Linked DNA regions of Mus musculus: region 2 is linked to region 1. The links are chromatin contacts, called in public Hi-C maps. All regions are on one chromosome and are shown on one strand. Each heading gives the region's core, a stretch centred on a gene start, on an enhancer-like site or on the middle of the called end of the contact. The rest is flanking DNA. Distances are from core to core; before and after follow the strand shown. Region 1 has its middle 79 kb from the start of Gm31894. Region 2 overlaps Plxna4 (plexin A4).

Region 1 (3,290 bases), core at 76-2,575:
AATAAGGGAGCCTCATGCAGAAAATAGGAAAGGGATCGCTGACGAATGCCATGATCATATGATAATGTACGCGCATCCTCCACACCGATCACGGGCGAGGTCTCCTTAACGGCTGTGTTGTCACTGAGACCAGGAGACAGAGCAGCTGTCGGGAGACACACATGGTAGCGCTCTGCCTTACAGCACTACACCCCCAAGCCCATGACCTTGACCTTTTAGACAAGGAAAGTCATTTCAGGGCTGGCCTCGGGAAATGCTAGACTCAGAGGAAGCTGGCCTGTCCTTGGCCTCCCAGGCTCCAATCTCAAGGCTCCTATGCTGTTCTGGGATCTCTACTCTGTGCCCTCCTGTCTTCCTGAGCACCAGTCCTCAGGAGCCCGCAGAATTTACACAGCAGGCCTTGCCTACTAATAGGAGCTCAGTAAATCGCCAAGGCTGCAATAGAATTACCAGAGGCCTTGCTCTGTGGTCACCCATGTGGAGAAATGGAGCAAGACAGTGTCCTATCTCTGTAACCCCTTTACCTCACTACTGCTCACAAAACAGGGAAGAAAACTGATAAGGGTCGGGGGCCTGAATCGGATCTCTCCACCCTGGCTTGCCAAAACTGCACCATCTGTTACCTAAGGGAATTCCCTAGGACTCAGAAGACCCATTCTACAGATGAGGAGAGCGAGGCACAGAAAGGTCCAACACGAGTAGGAAGTGACAGCCATGGAGCTGTATCCCAGCGTTCTAGTCCTTCATCCTATCTACTGTAGCTTTGATCTGTGCTCAAAGTTGCCAAGGTGAATATTTATAAACTCTCAGAACTCAAGAGGTTGTGGAGTAAGTAGGCTCCCCCTACCCCCAAATCACTACACAGCTTGCTTTGAAATCAAACTAGAAAATACCTGGGGAGCACAAAGCGGGTAAATGGGGAATGGGCAGGACCTTGAACTTTGCTCGAAGGTCCACATAGAAGAACTCAGGCAGCTTTTCTCCTCCCAGATTCCACTTTGGGTCTCACTTTTATTGGTCTTTTCTTTAGTTATGTGTTGTTGTTGTTGTTGTTGTTGTTGTTGTTGTTGTTGTTGTTGTTGTTGTTGTTGTTGTTGTTGGTGGTGGTGGTGGTGGTGGTGGTGGTGGTGGTGGTGGTGGTGGCTGCAACCCTCTTGATTTGGTGAGACTTAGCTGCTGCGTTCATGCGGTTTAGTCCGAATCCGTAATTCATCATGCGAACAGCAGAGGGCGCTCGTGTCCTTGGAGAACGAATTGGGTTTCCCACCGCCCCGTTCTCATTCATCCGCGAGGTCTTTACTTCTTTGCTACTGGTGCAGGCTAGGGTGGAGCAATGCTTAAGAGAGAGGGCTTCCGAGCCTGCCAGCTGCAGATCCTGGCACATCTGTGTGTGTGCCTTCCTCATCTGTTCTGCCTTTAAGGAAGCAGAGTGGCTTGGGGAAGAAAACGGAGAAGAGGGGGCGGGGCTTCAGAGCGTACTGACCACATCGGTGAGTCGCTCAGGATTAGCATTTCATCTGAGCACAGGTCAGACTGTTCCCAGAGGAGCAGAGAAGCATCAATTCCTAATAGGGTGGGAGTGGGGTGGAGGGGCAGGGTTTATAAACTTGGCGATCTCTCCATGTTTCTTTGGGCAGGTCACCAAGCCCTTGTGTGTCAAGTTTCTGAATATGAAGCGGAGATTATTTAAAAATTGATCATCTCTAAAGTCCCTTCCAGGGCTCAAGCCTGGGTTTGTACCTTTCTCTCAGTTCTTTCGTAGAGCATACTGGCCTCAGCCCTCTGGCATGCCAGAGCCATGTCTGGGGGACTCAGGGGACTAGGTTGACTGACAGGCAGACCGTCCCATTCCAATCCCTGCTGCTGCCTTCTTTCTGCTCCTTGAGGAGGAAGGCTACCTGGTCACCATGTCCTTGAGACAGTTAGTGTGAGCATCACCTGCAGATGCTGCGACCATCTCCTTGAACAGCCATGCTCATCAGCAACACTACACCGCAGCTCTGACCTGAGTGGGAGGAAGGTTTCCTGCACTGAAGACAAGGTGGTGTGATAGGATGGGGGAAACCAAGCTGTGGTCTTGGCTCTGCAAGGACCTCTCTGGGCACATAGGAGAAAAAATCCTTTGTGTCTTTGAGCCTCAGTATGCCCATCCACAGAATGGGTGGCTGGCATTGGTTTCTAGGCCTTTCTGCTTTAAGGACTGCAGCTCTGAATTCTTGTCAAGCATACTTCTCTATCTGACTCTGTGGAGAAGCAGGAGGAAGGGGACTATTTCTGGAAGATACCAGAGAGGGAAGAGAGAAAAGGAAGATAAGGGGAACCCTTAGAAACATGTACCTCCCTGTCTTAGTCAGGGTTTCTATTCCTGCACAAACATCATGACCAAGAAGCAAGTTGGGGAGGAAAGGATTTATTCAGCTTACACTTCCACATTGCTGTTCATCACCAAGGAAGTCAGGACTGGAACTCAAGCAGGTCAGGAAGCAGGAGCTGATGCCGAGGCCATGGAGGGATATTCCTTACTGGCTTGCTTCCCCTGGCTTGCTCAGCCTGCTCTCTTATAGAACTCAAGACTACCAGCCCAGGGATGGTCCCACCCACAAGGGGACTGCCCCACTTGATCACTAATTGAGAAAATGCCTTACAGCTGAATCTCACGAAGACATTTCCTCAAGGGAGGCTCCTTTCTCTGTGATAACTCCAGCTGTGTCAAGTTGACACACAAACCAGCCAGTACACTTCCCGACCTGCAGGGGGTCTTGGTGAGTTAGGGGCATTTTGGCAGCCCTCTGGTCCCCTGTCTGTTCATGTAGACAGACCATAGATATTTGAGACACCCAGAGACTGGGTGTCTCAATAGGGCACAAGAGGAGGCACAGCTGTATGCGTGTGTACCTGTGATGCAAGATATACTTGTAATAAAATGCAAGCACACTTTGCACAGGTGAGCATCGTCAGTAAACACCGGCCCAGCATCCTTCTCCTCCCCACTCCCTCAACAGACCCACACATAAACTCAAGCACCCCTCCAACTATCACATTGATCCCTAAGGCAAAGAACCATTTACTTGAGGAAGCATGTCTTACAAGATATTAATAAAAGATGTGCCACATTTTAACTTTAAAAAAAAAAAAAAAAAAAAAAAAAAAAAAAAAAACCTCTGGAGCACAGAGAGGAGGATGGCGGGAGACAGAAAAGTCAGGCCTAACTGAAAAGTACTTCCCACACCCAAGCCTTCTTGTAAGCACTAGACTTTAGGACACATCAACCAGATTTTCCAATTCATTGA
Region 2 (2,953 bases), core at 169-2,668, 470 kb after region 1:
TCTTTTGTTCTTTCTGCTCCCTAGTTATGGACAATAGTTTCCCCAAGAATGTCCTAGCATGATGGAGCATAAACTGATCCTGGAGCCTTACCAGGGAGGAAGATGTGGCCTAGGGCTTTCGATGGTCACATGATTAGACCTGAGAGGGTGTAGGTCAAATGTATCCTGTAAATATAAAGCTGGTTGCATCAAGCCCACCCTGGAATGTCCCAGCCATGGATGACAGAGCAGGACACAAGGGATTGAGTCAGACACCCACCAAAGAGGGCCATGCCAGGCCCATGTTGAAATGCAGGATATAGCCCAAGGCAGTGGTTCTCAACCTGTGGGTCCTGACCTCTTTGGGGAGTCAAACACCCTTTTCACAGGGGTCACAGAAGACCACTGGAAAATATATATCAGTATCAAATTTAGAGTTAAGAAGTAGCAACAAAAATCATTTTGTGGCTGGAGGCCACCACAACAGGAGGTACTATATTAAAGCGCCACGGCATTAGAAAGGATGAGAACCACTGTCCTAAGAGAATGAAGAATCCAGGACTTCCCCTGAGAGCCACTGAAGTCTCTAGCACAATAATAACCAACACTTATATAGTACTCACGTAGACCGAACTTTTGTTTCCACAGAGGTACAGTAAGTGGCATTTAATTCACATTCTATAGCCACAAAGACTAAGACACAGGATGACTAAGAGTGACGCCTGAAGTCAAAGGAATAGATTAGTAACAGTCCGGCTTTACCTTGTAGACGTTCTTTCCAAAAACTGCACTCCTCGCCAAGACCCAGACAGTCTTACGGAGCCCAGATTAGCCTAGACTCATTCGAGAGCCAAGAATGACCTTGAACTTCTGAACTTCATGCCTCTACTTCTCAAGAGCTAGGGTTACATGGGGTGCACCATCATGCCAGGTTTACGTGGGACGTGGCAAAGTAAGCACTCTACCAACTGAACTATGCCACCCAGCTCAAAGCCACGCTCTTAACCAGTATATGGTGTGGTCTCCCCAGACTGAATGGGGTGACTGGTTTCTTCAGGGCTTGTCCTGGCCTTTCTGGAATGAGAACTCTGAGGCTGGCCAGGCTCCACATTCAACTGACCCTGAGGGACTCCACACACCAGACTCATCCCCAGGCTCCTGTCACTCTGACAGCTGCCCGGGGGTGGGAGTTGGGACCACATATCGTTCATGCTCTCTGCTGGGAAAACCCAGCCATCCACCGGAGGCTCAAACTCCTCTCTGTAACCAGTCTTCCCGAAAATTGTACAAATGCCGGAAGATAAAAGCGTGGGGATCGGCATGAATGGAGTGGGTTTTTCAGAAACACCGTTTAACATCAAGAGCCTTCTGATGTGAGCGATTTGGATTCTGGTGCATTTCTGGATTGTTTGTTGAATTATGCATCAGCAGCTTCTGTTGCCGTAAAAAAGCGCCACCGCCACTCGGGCTGTTCTGAAACCTGCAGCAATGGAGACAGTTGGGCGCACAGTTTGGGAAGTGAGATTTGTCTTTGATGACAGAGAAGCAGCAGAAAGGGAGAAAGAGAGGAGTGTGGATATGGAAAAAAGGGAGTAGGAAAATCCAGGGAGCAAGCAGGAGAGTCCCAGGCACTTACACAGCATGCTCTCAAATCAACCTCGCACCAGAGAGAACCAAGAGATGAGCTGACCGCTGACACTGGATCAGACTTCCCATGTGTCCATCCTCACCATGAGTCAAAAGGTCGAGAGAGAGCCAGAACTCACCCTTGTCCAGGATGGAACACACACGCGGACTGCCAATCGTTTATTAACTACCACCTGAAGTGGAAAGTTCTCAACTAATTTGTACTTCCGTTTTATTGGGTCAAGGACAGTTCTTCCATTTGCTGCAGGCTGGTATACTTATCATAAAACTACAGTGGTGGTCAGGACACCCATGTGACAAAGGGCACAGAGCAGGAGGAGAAAGAACCACAAATTGCGTGCTGTTCAGAGGCTGGAATGCAGTTATAACCCTAGTCTCTTGACATCCCCAACTCCTTTCTTCTGTCACATCTGAACACCTATCCATCTGAGGAAGCTCTCATCTCTGATGGCCCCCAAGCTGATAAAGCCAAGTTGGGGGGCCTAGAACAATGGGAAGAAACCATATAAAAACCCCAAGCCATCTACTCCAGAGCAGAGCGCTGCCTCTACAAGGGCATGAACCTAAGAAGGTTATTTAGCTTGCTGTACCTCAGTTTCCCCATCTGTTTATCATTGTTCAGTTTATCATTGTTCTTTTCCATGTTGGACAAGGATATATATTGGAATGTAGCATCACAACGCTGAGCAGATACTGGGCAGTCAGTAAATATTACCTTGCTGGTTCCATTGTTAGTCTCAAGAGGAAGGAAGGGAAGGAGGGAAGGAGGGAGGGAGGGAGGGAGGGAGGGAGGGAGGGAGGGAGGGAGGGAGGGAGGGAGGGAGAAAAAGAAAAATGCTGTGATTTTAGAAGATCTCTTGGGTCATCCAGGAAGGCTCTATGGAGTGGAGACTATGTTCTCACTAGTGCAGAGCCTGTTTGGTCTCTCAAACAGTGAACTCCATGCCCACATCAGCCAGGCCAGGAGACCCCAGGGAGTGTGTTGGCATCATGTCAGTGGAGCTGCCATCCATGCTGGTCTGGAGAGAGCCTCATCCCTACAGTGGTCCGTTTCAGGAAGCCAGTGAGCCAAAACTACTCTCTTGGGCTGGCCCTGTTTAAGACCTGGGCTCCAGGGACACGGGGAGGCCCCTCAGCCCAATTATAAATCAATCTAGCAGCTCTCACAGAGCCCACAGCCATAAATGGCTCTAAAAGCTCAGCCCTTTCCGGCCTGCATGCTCAGGGCTCCGGGATTAATGAGCATCAGCTGGCCGCAAGCTGGTCGGGACAGATGCTGACCTAATGAACAGGGTGGCCCAGCCTGTGCCCATTGGATGTGGGCAAG

The links. A called contact is a pair of places that touch in the nucleus more often than the background predicts.
Region 2: a contact with region 1 is called in a Hi-C map of cortical neurons, with 4 times the contacts expected there. The contact joins two enhancer-like sites. A contact is called at or near these places in 4 of 484 Hi-C or Micro-C datasets (cerebellar granule neurons, cerebral cortex, cortical neurons and 1 more) and 4 of 115 datasets of contacts at active chromatin or transcription factors (VIP interneurons, embryonic basal ganglia, embryonic midbrain and 1 more).

What each region holds. Positions count from the first base shown.
Region 1 is chr6:31,937,121-31,940,410 of GRCm38.p6, forward strand. No RefSeq gene overlaps it. Among named protein-coding and RNA genes, the nearest start is that of Gm31894, 79 kb to the right of the region's middle. Within about 2 kb of position 1,326, at least 46 of the 459 cell types and tissues checked have an H3K27ac peak or open chromatin away from gene starts, as enhancers often do. A contact at or near this core is called in cerebral cortex and cortical neurons, where this site is marked.
Region 2 is chr6:32,405,148-32,408,100 of GRCm38.p6, forward strand. The region is part of intron 3 of Plxna4 (plexin A4); the gene reads right to left. Among named protein-coding and RNA genes, the nearest start is that of Plxna4os1, 100 kb to the right of the region's middle. Within about 2 kb of position 1,419, at least 10 of the 459 cell types and tissues checked have an H3K27ac peak or open chromatin away from gene starts, as enhancers often do. A contact at or near this core is called in cerebral cortex and cortical neurons, where this site is marked.